Regions from separate parts of the Mus musculus genome. Here regions 1 and 3 are each linked to region 2. Evidence: chromatin contacts called from public HiCAR-type and promoter capture Hi-C data. All regions are on one chromosome and are shown on one strand. The core of a region is the stretch at or near the end of the contact, and the rest is flanking DNA. Distances in the headings are between cores, read along the strand shown. Region 1 holds the start of Lca5 (Leber congenital amaurosis 5 (human)). Region 2 holds the start of Ibtk (inhibitor of Bruton agammaglobulinemia tyrosine kinase). Region 3 holds the start of Sh3bgrl2 (SH3 domain binding glutamic acid-rich protein like 2).

The links. Promoter capture Hi-C pulls out the DNA fragments that hold promoters and counts their contacts. HiCAR-type assays count read pairs that join an accessible place to other places.
Region 1: a promoter capture Hi-C map of pre-B cells shows a contact between it and region 2. The contact joins the promoter of Lca5 here to the promoter of Ibtk in region 2. A contact is called at or near these places in 1 of 39 promoter capture datasets (pre-B cells), 3 of 484 Hi-C or Micro-C datasets (CD4 T cells, CD8 T cells and regulatory T cells) and 2 of 115 datasets of contacts at active chromatin or transcription factors (astrocytes and thymic regulatory T cells).
Region 3: a contact with region 2 is called in a HiCAR-type map of astrocytes, with 5 times the contacts expected there. The contact joins the promoter of Sh3bgrl2 here to the promoter of Ibtk in region 2. A contact is called at or near these places in 3 of 39 promoter capture datasets (hippocampal neurons, liver and pre-B cells) and 1 of 115 datasets of contacts at active chromatin or transcription factors (astrocytes).

Annotation. Positions count from the first base shown.
Region 1 is chr9:83,437,908-83,442,418 of GRCm38.p6, reverse strand. Lca5 (Leber congenital amaurosis 5 (human)) reads left to right here and starts at 1,320. Exons shown (of 8, transcript NM_027448.2): 1 at 1,320-1,510. All of the region lies in intron 1 of Gm2087 (predicted gene 2087), which reads right to left.
Region 2 is chr9:85,747,552-85,752,182 of GRCm38.p6, reverse strand. Ibtk (inhibitor of Bruton agammaglobulinemia tyrosine kinase) reads left to right here and starts at 2,849. Exons shown (of 29, transcript NM_001081282.2): 1 at 2,849-3,052.
Region 3 is chr9:83,545,405-83,549,901 of GRCm38.p6, reverse strand. Sh3bgrl2 (SH3 domain binding glutamic acid-rich protein like 2) reads right to left here and starts at 1,564. Exons shown (of 4, transcript NM_172507.5): 1 at 1,399-1,564. The coding sequence starts at 1,443.

The sequences.
Region 1 (4,511 bases), core at 71-2,570, 2.3 Mb after region 2:
GGATTCATCCCCAAACACAATCTTTACAAACGGCAGTTAAATATTTAATGCAGTTAAATAGTTTCAATTAGTAAAAATATTAAAATGTGGTTTGGTAGCTTCAGTTCTTTTTTCCTGGAAAGCTGTAACCTGTGTAGTACACAGTGAAGTGAAATGGTATAATCAGAAAACTGAAGTCCTAATAAAAATGGCAGATCAAAGTCATGCCATGTAGAAAGGTGAAGTTATCATCACACTTGGGACAAATCTTTAAAACATCAATTTGGTAAAACTGGCTTTGAGGAACTATAAATTATTTTGGTTATTTTTTTTCAAGGTCAAATAAAGTAATTGTTATCTCTGATAGAGTAACACTGTGTGGTGTAATAAGGACACTGAAAATGTTATACACAATTAGGTATTTTGTTTGGGAGATTTCTAAAATTTTAGATACTTTTTTGACTTGCCAGTAATGCTATTACCCTGTTAGAGAAATGCTCTAAAGATGCTAGATTTGGAAGTTAATAGCCATGTGGTTCTATCCTGATCTCACCGCTTACTACCCCCTGAATCTATTTTCTGGAGTATAAATGACAGCAGGCTTCAATCGGGAACTGAACAGTCTTATTAAACGGTCTGGATGAGAAGCTCAGAGAGCGTCAGAGCCCCCGTGGAAAAGATTTTCTTTATAGCTTCTTTACCTACTGCAATTAATACTGCTTAGTGTGCACTGTCAAGTTTAAAAGAAAAATTAGCCATCTAGCTGCCCTTAGCCCACTGTCATGCACTTCAGAATATTTCCTTTAAAAACAATTCTTTGAAAACATAACGAGAACAAACGTGTTCTCATTATCCTTTAGCCCCAGATTTCCTTCAGAACTTAAAAATCATGCGCAAGCCATATTCAAGATGTGTTATCTCAAGAAAGTCCAGAACCCAGGCAGCAGTATCATGAAAATATCAAGTCCACACCCTCCTACACATCAATTTCAGCGGAACCAGAAAAGTACATTGATTTCTTTATAACGAAATCCAAAATATTCAGAAAAAAATAGGGCCGGTTTCCAAGGGTTTTGTCCACAGACCCTTTCTGGAGCCGGCGTCCCTCTATGAGAAGGGTTGGCATTCTTTCGGTCTGTCCTGGGTGCTGGGCTCCGTGCAACTGTCCTCGCGGGTCGCGGTTCCCCGCCTCACCGGCCCACCAATGGTTGATGCCTCTCTCCTCGCCATCCCGCCTTCCGATGCCACAATAACCAATAGAAATGAACGTATGGAGTCCAGTAACCAATGGGAACTGGGGGAGGCGGAGGCCGGTCCTCCCGCGGTGCAAGCTGGGCTTCTGCTCCGTTGCCCAGGAGCCGAAGCCGCCGAGCCGCCGCCCGCAGCCGTGGTCCCTACAGTGAGTGAGTTCAAACTCCCCGCAACCGCAGTCTGCAGCGTCCGGGTACTCTAGGTCTCGGACCGTAGCTGTCGGTCGGACTCGGGGATCGGCCGATGATCCAGGCAGGAGCAGGAGGTGCCAGCTTGGAGGGTGAGGGGCGGGCCTCGGATGAGAGAGGAGGTCTGCGGCCGGGGGGGGGGGGGGGGGGGGATGGACGTGATGGGGCGGGGCGAGGCGGGGCTGATCGGCGGATGCTTTGGAGAGAAGGAAGAGAAAGTTGAGAGACTGGGATTTGTTAGCCCCCTAAAGCAGAAGGAAAGCATGTGCAGACGGATCCAAAGAAGAACGAAGTTACCAGAAAGAAACCCCTGGAGACTGGTGTAGATCGGGATGGGAAAGGAGGGCGCGCGGAGCCTTTCAGAGACTCTGGAACAGTCTAGGATATTATTGTTAACACTGTCGTTAAAGGGGAGAGACACTTTGGTCCAGGCTGTGGATTATTTTTATACATCATTGAGGGATGGAATGGAACGAATGAAAGTAGTTAGCAAAACCTACCTGTTGGCAGAACTGAGTTGGGGTGGATGCACATGCCTTTTGTTTCGCGCTAGCTGAATAAGGGAACAGTGTTTCCCTGTGTGACCAGTTCACCTGAATGTAAATTCTTAGTCACTTCATGGGCTTGATACGTAATGGTATCTTTTGGTTGGTAACAAGTTGCTAGGGGCTGTATTTTTCCTCCAGAGAAGTGCAGTGAATGGTAGACACATTGTGAGGATTAATTTTACGGAGGTATTTGTACCTATATTTGGGTAAGTGGGGTGGGGGCGGGGTGTGGAGGAAGGTTTTATGAAAGTAAATTTTCTTTTAGGATTGATTAATTGTGTGTGTGTGTGTGTGTGTGTGTGTGTGCGCGTGTTTCCTGTCCTGGACCAGCTCCTGCCTGCACATCTCAATCCCGAAGTTTGAGGGTCTTAACTCTTGGCCCAAGCAGAGTAGGCTTGACCACATACACATGGATGCTCAACCGTGCGTTCAGGATTAGATAGATGTCTTTGGGATCAACAGTCATAACTTAGGGCTTGAGAGCTGATTCAACCGTTAAGAGTACTAACTACTCTCCCACAGGCCCTAGGTTTGATTCCCAGCAGCCACATGGCAGCCCACAACTGTCTGTAACTCCAGTTCCAGGGAATCCTACGCTGTCTTCTGGCCCTTCTAGGTACCAGGAACTGTATCCATGGCACACAGACAGGCGTTCAACAAAACACTCACATAACTAACTTACTAACTAAACAAGCACACAAATAATCAAATATAAGTAAGTAAATTTAAAAAGTCATTTAAATGGTGAGGGATCGGGTGAGAGAGCTACAGGCATCCAGGAAAAGGGTAAATGGAGGTTTCATTTTTCTCATTCTCATTAATCTGTATTCTTTCTAGTCTCTCTCCACACTCCAATTTTCTATTAGTATTTACAGTATTTCACCCTGTGATCGGTTGTGCATTGGTTAGTATGTTTATTCAAATGTGTGGCAGGAAAGACGAGTTCTCTTAGTTCTTTAAATTGATGGACCGTCATTCAGACGTCAAAAGCAGTTGATGCCTCTGGAAAATAAATATTTCCAAAACTGTATCTCTTTAACATCACGGAACTACTTCTGTCAGACTTGCTAGAAAAAGACTCAAGCAGTCCCTCCTGTTGTCAAGCTTGGGGACACCCCCTCCTCTGCCCACGACTCAGTCTTCTATTTTTTTTTTTTTCATTCCATAACTCAGTCTTCTATTTTCTTTTTTCATTCCATAGTTTCTTGGCCAACTCCATCCTTCCTGGTGGCTTCTACTATCCATAACTTACTAGCACACCCCCAGTTTTGCATCTCTCCCAACTTCTGGGTAGGTAATTGTAGGTACTTCCAGTTGGATTAGCCTGCCCACAGGTACCTCAGACTCACTGTGTCTGATAAACCCCATGCGGTCAGATGATAGCATTTGCATCCAGCTTTACAAGTCAAAAACTTTGGAATTCTTCCAGGTTCTTCTTCTCATACTCGACATTTAGTCCATCACCAAGTCCGGCTTATTTGACTTGCTCAGTATCTCCAGCATCACTTTGATGCTCTCTATCCCTAGCTATGCTATTATAGCGCAGACCTCTGATTTTTGGGTTAAGGTAGACCTTTGTAAAGGTCATGTCTAAGTGCTTTAACCATCCTAAAGATCCTTTGTTTCTGTAAGCAGTCTGCCTGTGATTGTAGCTTCCATCTGATCCAGCCTCACTCATTACTTTCTGATGCCCACAGCCAGTGTACTCATTTCAAACCAGATTGTTCCTTTTTCCTTTTTTTTTTTTTTTTTTTTTTTTGGTTTTTCATGACAGGGTTTCTCTGTCCTGGAACTTACTTTGTAGACCAGGCTGGCCTTGAACTCAGAAATCCGCCTGCCTCTGCCTCCCAAGTGCTGGGATTAAAGGCCCATATTTATATAATGTGAAGTACATATTTTTCAATAAGCACACAAAAATATAAGCAGGTAAAGTTAATTTTAATATATGGTAACTGGATAATCCAAAATATTATTTCAACACATAACCAACATAGAAAAGATTGTTAAAATGTGTGTATTAAAATTTCAAAAGCTCATGTGCTGTGTGTGTAAGTTTTTGGTTACCATTCAAAGAAAATGAATTTCATTGTCCTGTCTTCCTGCTCACTTCCTTTAGACCTGTCCCTTCATTCTCATCATATATAAATTGATGCCTAGATTCCACATACGGGAACACATGGGGTATTTGTCTTTCTGGGTCTGGCTTACTTAACCTGGACCACCTTAGGTTCCATTCATTTTCCTGCAGGTCGGTATTTATAGGTGAATACACTTGCACTGCGCATATCTACCTTGTTTTCTTTACACCACCATCAGGCTGGCCCATATCACGGCTCCTGTGAGTGGTACAGCAGTAGACATGCAATTCACATACATACTCCCTTGCCGTATAGCTCAGGTCTGATGATCTACATTTCCCGTGCTTAGGAACTATTTGCAGTTTGAAAGTAAGCCGTTGTTTTGTTCTTAGGCCCCAGCTGACTTGGTACAAGGACCAGGTTACACACTGGGTTCTGGAGTTAAAGGTGTGGCCACTGTGCCCAGC
Region 2 (4,631 bases), core at 1,600-4,099:
CCCTCTGTGCTCATTACTTTTTTCTTTATGCCCTAGATTGAATCCATCTGCTTGTTTGCATCCTCTTTAAGCTAGATTTTACTAGTAAACCTTAAAAACCTTCAGCTGACACTGTACCTATTTCAGTGTCTTTGGATTCAATAATCATGGAATTACAGTTTCACAGGATGTTCTTAGAGAGTTATGTTGCTGTGCCTTTTCATGTTTCTTATGGTTTGTGTGTGTGTGTTAAAGTTTTACATCTCTTCAGTGGAATATCTCTCAATGCATTTTAGCTGTATCTGAGTATTTTCACATTAAGAATCCTTTCCCAGAGAAAGTACCACTCAGAGAGGAAACAATGAACTATTGTAACAGCAACAACATCAAACTGTGCAATATAAGAATACACCAAAGCCAATTAAGTCTCGGTATATCACCAAAGATGCAAAACAGAAAATGGCAAAACTAATGTGGAGTCTGGCATGAGATAAACAGTCACTTATGGTTAATATTGTAATAGATAAAGGAGTCAAGGTCTTAGCAAACTGGAGCAGAAGCAAAGTTAAGTCAAAGGAAAAAGAAGAGGAGTGGAGAAGACTGTTATGGAAGGAAAGAAAAATGAAGAAGCAGTTAGCAAGAAAGGGAAAAGAACTCCTCAATAACGAGAAGGCTCAAAAATAAATTAGATAAACATAAGGGAAATAAAAAAGAAGACATAAGCTTCTTTACAACTAATAAGATAAAATCCAAAATATTACTAAAAGTACACTAGGAAGGAACACAGAAACAAGTAGGAAAAGAAAAAGATTGCCCAGAATTGAAACAAAATGCATAAAAGTTTTAGAAAAGGTGTGAAGGGGAAAAAAACCTTAAATATAATAACCACCAATATTGCTAAACCTGCATAAAAGGGGAGAGCAGAAGCAATGGGAGAAGAGGAAACGAAAAGGATGAGGAGGTGAAGCCGGGTCCTTCTGTCTCAGCAGCGATCACGCAGACCATTTACCCTCTGGTGTTATGTGCTTCATTCTCACCTTGGGGTAAAAGCTGCACAGTTTGCTTTCATTCTACAGTAAAAGATTAAATCTTTATTAGCTCGGAATGTTTTAACTTATGTGGCCACCTAACACTACTGCATTTATGATATCAGTTGGTGCCACCAACTAGATTCCTTTTAAGCCCAACAGTGTATAAAAATATAAAACTCAGGCTGTTCGTGTCATAGATAATAAATAACGTTATGTCAGAGTCTCAGTTTGGTCAGCACCGCGGCAACTGTGGCTGATAAGTTTTACTTTGTAAGCAGCTTTCTAATATTCTCTTTCTGATCCTTGTTGAAGCAGGACCAGTTTCGTCCCCCATCTCCAACGGCAAAGACATTCATTCCTTGGCATGATGCTGGTCTTTCTTTTTCTGCTTCACCTAGTTATTTTCTACTTCTTCCCTAGTTTGTCATTTTTTTTGGGGGGGGGGGTCAGATGAAACCTCTTATTTTCTTTCACAGATTCGTTAAAGTTGCAATTAATTTTTGTGTATATGATTATGGCCGTATGGACATTTTGTACCCCCAATGCTTACAAGCGTTTGAGACATGGCAACTTCTAGGTGGTGTTACTGTGTGCTTGGCACTCTGCTAAGTGCTGCGGGCGTCTATCAACACATTTTCACTACAGCAACATGTATTCCATTCCCACTTTGCAGATGAGGAAATTAAGGCTTCAGAAAACCTAAATGACTTACCCAATACAAAGAAGAGACAGATAAAAGATGTGAACTCAGGGCAACACATTTATTTACATCACTAGCTTCCAGATCACTGAGCGTCTTTGTTCATGAGTGTGTACACAGCTTCCTTCCAAGTCACTGTTTATACATTACAGAATGGGTCAGAGTAGGAAGTAAGAAAGCAAATTAAGTCCTTGCACTGGGAGGAGAGCTGGGGAGCTAGGTCTGTTTCCATCTCTCCTTCAGTTTGATCTAGCAACTTACTTTCCTACAAAGTCTACAAAACAGGCAATTGGGCTGAAGCAGTCTAAGAGGGTATTGAGTTTAACTCCGTTTAATAGATGATGGTGTCAGTGGCTCATACAGCAACACAAACAGGGCCGAGGTTCAAACAACTCTGGGCTCCAAGTGCTGTTTTTCTCTGAGTCATGCTACTCCTCCCTGAACACATGTTTACTAAGGCGCCTCTGTATCAGACTTCAGCAGGAGTATGTTTTCCGTTCTGGACTGATTATTGGCACACAATTTGCAACCTTTAAAATGGCTTGTAGATTTAAGAGTTCAGGGAGGAAAACCTATTGTAAGCCTGGCGTCAGGCAGACAGATGTGACCCAAGTCAGCAGCTGGTCGCACAGTGGCGATCTGAAAAATCTATGGCGCCTTCTGACAAAAAGAGAGTGACACTCAGACAATCCGGGCACAACAGGCGGGGCACAGAGCAGCAGGGCCCAGTCTTGGGGAGAGGACACCTCTGGTTTTCCAGTTATCCCACTACGAGTGATCCGGGAAGCAACTTTTCTAAGATGCCCACGTTTCTACGGAGTGGTGCTTGGGCATCCAGCCAGTTCCTTGTTTCCTCCATCCCAGCCTTAACCTCCTTTCCGAGTGTCGACCTGCGGGGAGACAGATCTCCTAGGGTGACATCTGGCACCAAGAGGGGCAGTACTGGTTCTGAGTGTAGGGCGGCAGCCAGTGTCGACCGCACCAAGGCCGGCAGGGGTCATGCTCCTTTGGGATACTAGGGAAAGGCCACAGCTGAGGTACTGCCACGCTAGGCCTTGTGGGCAGGCCCCGACCAATCACTGTGGGGCATACACGAACTCCGGCCAATCAGCGCCCGTCTTATTCCCGAGTCCCGCCCGCTCTAGCTCAGGTTTCCCCGAACCCGGTCCCGGCGCCGACAGTCGCGGCTGTCGCTTTCCGTGCAGCCGTCCCCGGAGCTGACTCGGGCGTCCCGGCTCCTGGCTCCCTTCGTTGTCCCCGGTAGCTTTCACTAAGGATGAGTCCCTGCGCGGCCGCGCGCCTGCCCCGCGGAGACCGCCGGCGCACCTTCATCTAGCGACTGGTGAGGGCGACGGCGAAGGCGTCCTGCCAGCCCGGCAGGGGAGCGGGGCCCGGGGAGGGAACTCGCGGAGGGGGCGGCTGCCGAGCTTCGCGCCGCGTGGCACGGGCGGGTGGCCTGGCAGCGCAGCCCCGCCGCCCCTGCCAGCTAATGAATGGCCTTGTCCCGCCAAGTGCTACGTCGCCAAGCTGCCCGACACGCCCTCCAGCGACGATGCTTTTCTGGTTCCGAGGGTTGACTGGTGTCACCTCCCTTGGATCCCTTCCTAGAGGCTCCCATGTCCCCTAAACCCTTGGTGGAGTTTACAAAGTTTGAGTTCCCGCGGGCCTTGCTGAGTTTGCAGAAGCAGGTCTTGCTCTGAGCATTCGCTGCTGGGTGGAAGTGGACTGGGGTCTGTTCTGCAGAGACAGGATAGAGGGGCCTTTTGTTCGTAGCTATCAGGTTGCAAAGGCATTTTGGATCCGAGGGGAAATGGCCAACCCTGATTTAAGCCGTCTTTAACTCTGTTATCTAACACAGTCATAAAACATGAGTCGTGTTAGTCAGAGGGGATATTTTTCAAGGAGGAGAAGTTGAGTAGCACCTGTTTCCTTTATCTCGAAGTAGGTAACATTTGAAGTAGTTCCCCCCCCCCCCCCATAGTTAGTGTGGTTACCTCCATATGCAAATTACCAAACGTTTTGTGTGTGTGTGTGTGTGTGTGTGTGTGTGTGTGTGTTTTTCGTCATCAGTTCCTCACTTCTCAGTGGAGTTACTTTCATTTGTTTTTATTGATTTGGAGACCTGCTTCACCGTACCTGAGGACAGAACTATTTTCTAAAACGTGTTTTCTAAAAAAGTTTTTGCAAAACTTGAGTCACATCGCAGCTTTACAGTTTTTCAATTGGATATGTTAATCTTCGGTTTTTTTTTTTCTTTTTAGTAAATCTTGTTTGAAGGGCTTTCTGTGTGCCAATTTTTTTTTTCTGTGTGCCAATTTTTGTGTGATGATTTCATTACATTTTAAACGTTCAAGATGCTTGTGGATTATAAAATTCTAGACTGAATGAGTATGCCCAAACTTCTTTCTTTCTTTCTTCCTTTTTTTTTAAAAAATATTTATTTATTTATTTATTTATTTTACGCATATGAGTACACTGTAGCTGTACAGTTGGGAATTGAATTTTTAGGACCTCTGCTTGCTCTAGTCGGCTCTGCTCGCTCTGTTCAACTTCGCTCACTCAGTCCCTGACTGCTCCAGCCCAAAGATTTTATTTATTATTATACATAAGTACACTGCACCTGACTTCAGATGCACGAGAAGAGGGTGTCAGATCTCATTAAGGGTGGTTGTGAGCCACCATGTGGTTGCTGGGATTTGAATTCAGAAGAGCAGTCAGTGCTCTTACCAGCTGAGCCATCTCTCCAGCCCTTAATCTCACTTTTTACAAATGAAAATATTGAAGCTTTGAGAAAATTCAGAGGTTTGCTCAGGGTCCTTAGGGAAGCTACGTACTTGGGTCATGGTACTGAGCAGTAGCTGAGAGCTCACACCTGATCCGAAAGAGAGACAAACAGAGACTGAGACTGACCAGGCCTGGTT
Region 3 (4,497 bases), core at 315-2,814, 2.2 Mb after region 2:
GAAGGGCAGAGCTCGGGCACCACTGGTCCCCACACTAGGCAGCACACAAGAACTTGTTTCCTCAACTTAGGTCCGTGCACAAAACATTAAAGCCCAGACTCAAGTCACACAGTAGGCAGGCACTAAATACATGTGTGTTTATGGAACTGATAAAATTGGTTACAGGATGCAAGTCTGGATACATGATGGAGAAGACAGGTAATTTACCTGTGACTTTCCCAACACAACTGAAGATCAACATTGGAGCTTGCTGCTTCTGAAATCAGTAAGCTCCTTTTGAAATAATTACCGAAGCTGGTAAGTTCATGGTAAAGACCAAAAGCTCTATAGTAAGGAATTCATTTCAATAAATCTATCTAGGAGATAGTACATTTCATGAGGCTCAGCTTTAACAGGGAAAAATCTTTTAAAGGCACCTATGACTAAGCAATAACAAAAAGGGAGGATTTTTGAGAACCAGGACATGCCTGCACATACAGGTAGGCCAGCATTTTCCCAGCTATTGTGTCCTTGTATCAAAAAAGATTGGGTTAAGAGCTTCAGTAGTTTACGGGGATTTTCCAAGTAGTATTTTATTCCGCCTTCTACCCCACCCACTTAAATTCTAAGACAGTCTGCCTACTGAGCAGGCAACCAGCCAGCCTAAACTTTAAACCAATCATTCTTGTACTTTTTTCTATATCTGATTAAGTAACTGACAAAGTAGATTTTTGGAGATGTAGTTTAACTCTTGGCTAAGGAAATCAAGTCTTAGCAATCACATGAAACATAACTGACACACTACAGGCGCATTACATGTGTCTTAGTATACATGTGCACTATTTCTAGTTATTTAACTTCTTCTAAAGAACAATATTCCTAAAAGAAGTCAACACTCGACAAACAGAGTAGCTAAAAATAGAAAACACAATTTATTCTTAAAATGAAATTTACCACAGCACTGGAGGAACAAGGGAAGGACCATATGTAAAAGTATTTGTAACACCCTAGGCTAAAAAACAACAAAGAAAATAAATTAACTGCGACCTAACAGGACAAGTGTGGTTTGCTCAGGTGTAAAACTAAAAAGGACTTGCTGGGGACGAGAGGATGTAGAGCAATTTTTTAAAATGGGTTTCCTCCAGACGCCAGGTCAGCAAATCAAAGTAGTCTAAACTGCCATAGGAAACATAAGCCGACGGGGTGTCCCAAGTCCGGAACCTCTAAACTCAGCAAAGGGCCCCTGGAGCCGACAGCTGCGGCAGGGGACTGGCTCCCTTGGGTCCCCTCGCCAGTTGCCAGTGCGGGGTGTGTGACCCCTGCGTGTCCACCGGGTCCGAGCCCGGCGGTCACCTGCCCGCGCGTCTCCTACGGGCGCACGCGCTGCGCGTCTCCCGCGATCCCGCCCGCTCGGCTCACCGCCACGAAGCCTGAGCATGAGGCGACGAAGACGCGGACCACCATCCTCTCGCTGCGTCAGGGATCGCCGCTGACTCGGTCACAGAAGTTTAACGCGACTGAGGTAGCTGCCGACTCCCGTGCGACCGTCGGAGAAGACCGCAGCGACGCGTCTGGCTCCCGCCGCTCCGCGGATGAAAGCCCAGCGCCTCCGCCGCGGGCTGAGCGAGAGGCGGGTGGGGCCAGGCGGCCGCGGGGGCTGACGGGAGTTGTAGTTTCCTTGGCGCCCAGAGTGACCAGGCACTGCGCTCCTTCTGTCCGGCGCCTGCTTCACGGGAATTAATCGTACACGCAGGTGGTTTAGGAAGGACCCGGAAGCGGGACAAGCTAATTGGCGGGAAGCCAGTTTACAAGAACACAGCAAACAAGACAAAGGGTTGGGTGGAGGATAGTCCAAGCTTGGGTTTTGTTTGCGGTGGAGACGGGTGGAGCATCCTCTATCAGAAACAGCCATGGAGCTGAGGCGACCCACTGTTTTAGAGACACGCAAAGGCTCGCCCCAGAGACCTTGGCAGTTCACGGGCTTGGACAGGCATGGCAGTGGGTTGAGCTTTTGGTGTTTTGTTTCTCCTGCAACCCTGAAAAACTGTTGAAGAGGAGTGTTGTTATTTTTCCTGGAGGCGGTTTTATTATGTAGCCCAGGCTGGCCTGGAACTCAACTTCACCCTCCCTAGCAGGTATTACAAGCATACATCACCACGCCTAGTTTGCAAAGGGAATCTCTTTGGTAAATGAAACAGGCTTTCACTTTATTCTAAAGACACTGAAAACTGGAAAGCCAAATGAGAACAAGACCGATATTTTATTTTTCTTTGCAAAACTGTAATTGTAGTAGAAAAGAATAAGTACTGATAGAAATGAAAATCCCCCTATCAACATTGGGAATCAGAACCCTCCCTCCCCACCCCCTACCCCGCACAATGCCTTTGCCTCTGTGCACCTACTGATATTTACAGTTGAGCCAAATCTGTGTCTTTTTCGAAATCGCTGTGCATTCCAACGCGGTATCCCAGGAGGATACCATTAAAGAGAAAGCTTTCATGAAGTGGCTAATAGGTTCCGAGTAGTGCTTTAGCAGGTTGTATTGGCTTGGCTAAGGCTCAAGCCACTCCTAGTTTTGTGGAAGTGAACCAGTTTCCCTCACACTACTGTATTTACTTTCTTCATTTCACCAAGGGACTTTAGCAGCGTTCAGGGAATGCTGCTAATTAATTCTAGAGAGAAGAAAATTGTGTGATGAAGTCTCCCACGTTTGCAAGTTTCTGGCACAAATGGTTGCTTGAAGGACTTTGGTTTTTAGACTTACTAATATTTCAAGTTGCCAACCTTTCCTGTGGCTTATGTCTTAAATAGTTTTATTTGTATGTATGCATGTATGTATGTATGTATATTTTTGTTTGTGTAGATCCATTTAGCACAGCATACTTGTGGAGGTCATGGGACAACTTTCTCCTTCTACCGTGTGGGTCAGGATTAGCAGCAAGTGTCTTTACCCACTGAGCCATCTCAGTGGCCCCTTCATTGCTTATCTTAATCCACTTTTGTCATAGGCCTCTTTAAACTTAGTAGAGTAAGAATATATAATCCTGGTGGGTCTTTATTTCTTTTTAATGTTAAAAACTTAAATATAAGTTCTGCTGTAGCTATAACACTCTGCAATTGTTCTTTAGCTTTTGCTATCACAAACATGGAAATGAAGGCATATAAAATGTGAAATAATTTTCACAGAAGTAGATACATTATTTCCTGTATAAATATGGGTCTTTACAAAAGGAACCATTCCCTCCCCCCCAAAGTATAGAATTAATGTAGCAATGGAGATAAACAGCTTAACAGTAGAACTCAGAAGCGCTCTGAGGAAAATGGATAAAAGAAATTGACTAAGTCATTTCCTCAGTCAGCAAATTGGAATTGCAACTGGGGAAGTCAGGCAGCACGGAGCTGTGACATAGAACACACGGCTCTGAGGAACTGTGTTAGTCATCTTCCTGTTGTTGTGACGAATCACCTGGTGACCAAGCCAGCTCAATCAGTCAACAGGGTCTCAAGCGAGGGAATGAGGATTTAAAAAGAAGAAAAACAGTTAGACAAAATTATAACCTGACTCCTGCCTGTACGGAGGCTGAAGCAGCGTTATTTCTCTCCAGCCTGCATATATATATATGCACACACACACACACACACACAGATCATTCTAGGTATATCCAAGACAAAAGTAATGGATCGAAGTAGTAAACAAGGAGATCACACAAGAAAGTAATTAAGCAGAGTAGTATGCAAAAAGATCACATAAGGAAATAATTCAGCAAAATAGTAAACAAAGCCCCATGCTCACTGTTACTCTTATCTAGGCCTACTTCCTTGTCTAAGCCCAGTGACAAATACCCAATTCCTAGAAGTCGCACCAAAAGCTCTCAACAACCTGGGATAACTTAAAGAGGGCAAAGGTCAGCCAGGTGTGGTAGCACAGGCCTGCATCCCACCACTTGGGAGACCAAGTCTGGAGGAGGCGAGACCACAGACTTCATGACACCAGAAAGCAAAGGAAGAGAAAAGGAAGTGGATCTCAATGTGCCTCCAGAGTCCGTAGTGGCTTTGCTTTCCCTCCTCTAAGTCCCACTGCATCCTAGTAGAGCCCCCACAGACTGGAGACCAAGGCTTCAGTGAATGAGCTGTTGGGAGATGTTCACAATCCTAGCTGTAACTGAAGCCGAGTCTGGTTGTCTGCTTCATAAGAGCCAGAGGTGCTAAAGGAGCAAACCAGTAAGAGGAGGGCAGTAACACAAATAGGAACTGACAGCTGCACCAACAGTAGCCCTGGCTATGCTGTGAGTTAAGGGGTTCTCAACCTGCATCTTGTCAAGTTTGTCCTCCACCCATTTTTACAAATAAAGTTTTATTTGGCACACATTCCATATTGCTTACTAGCAGAATAAGAAAAGACTCCATGGTCCTCCTGGTCTGTTGCTTTCACTAGTCACCCTTTACAGAGAAAGCCTGCTAGTCCATTTCTGGTTTAGCCTGTTCTGTTATCACAGACTGGTGACACACCTCTGTCTA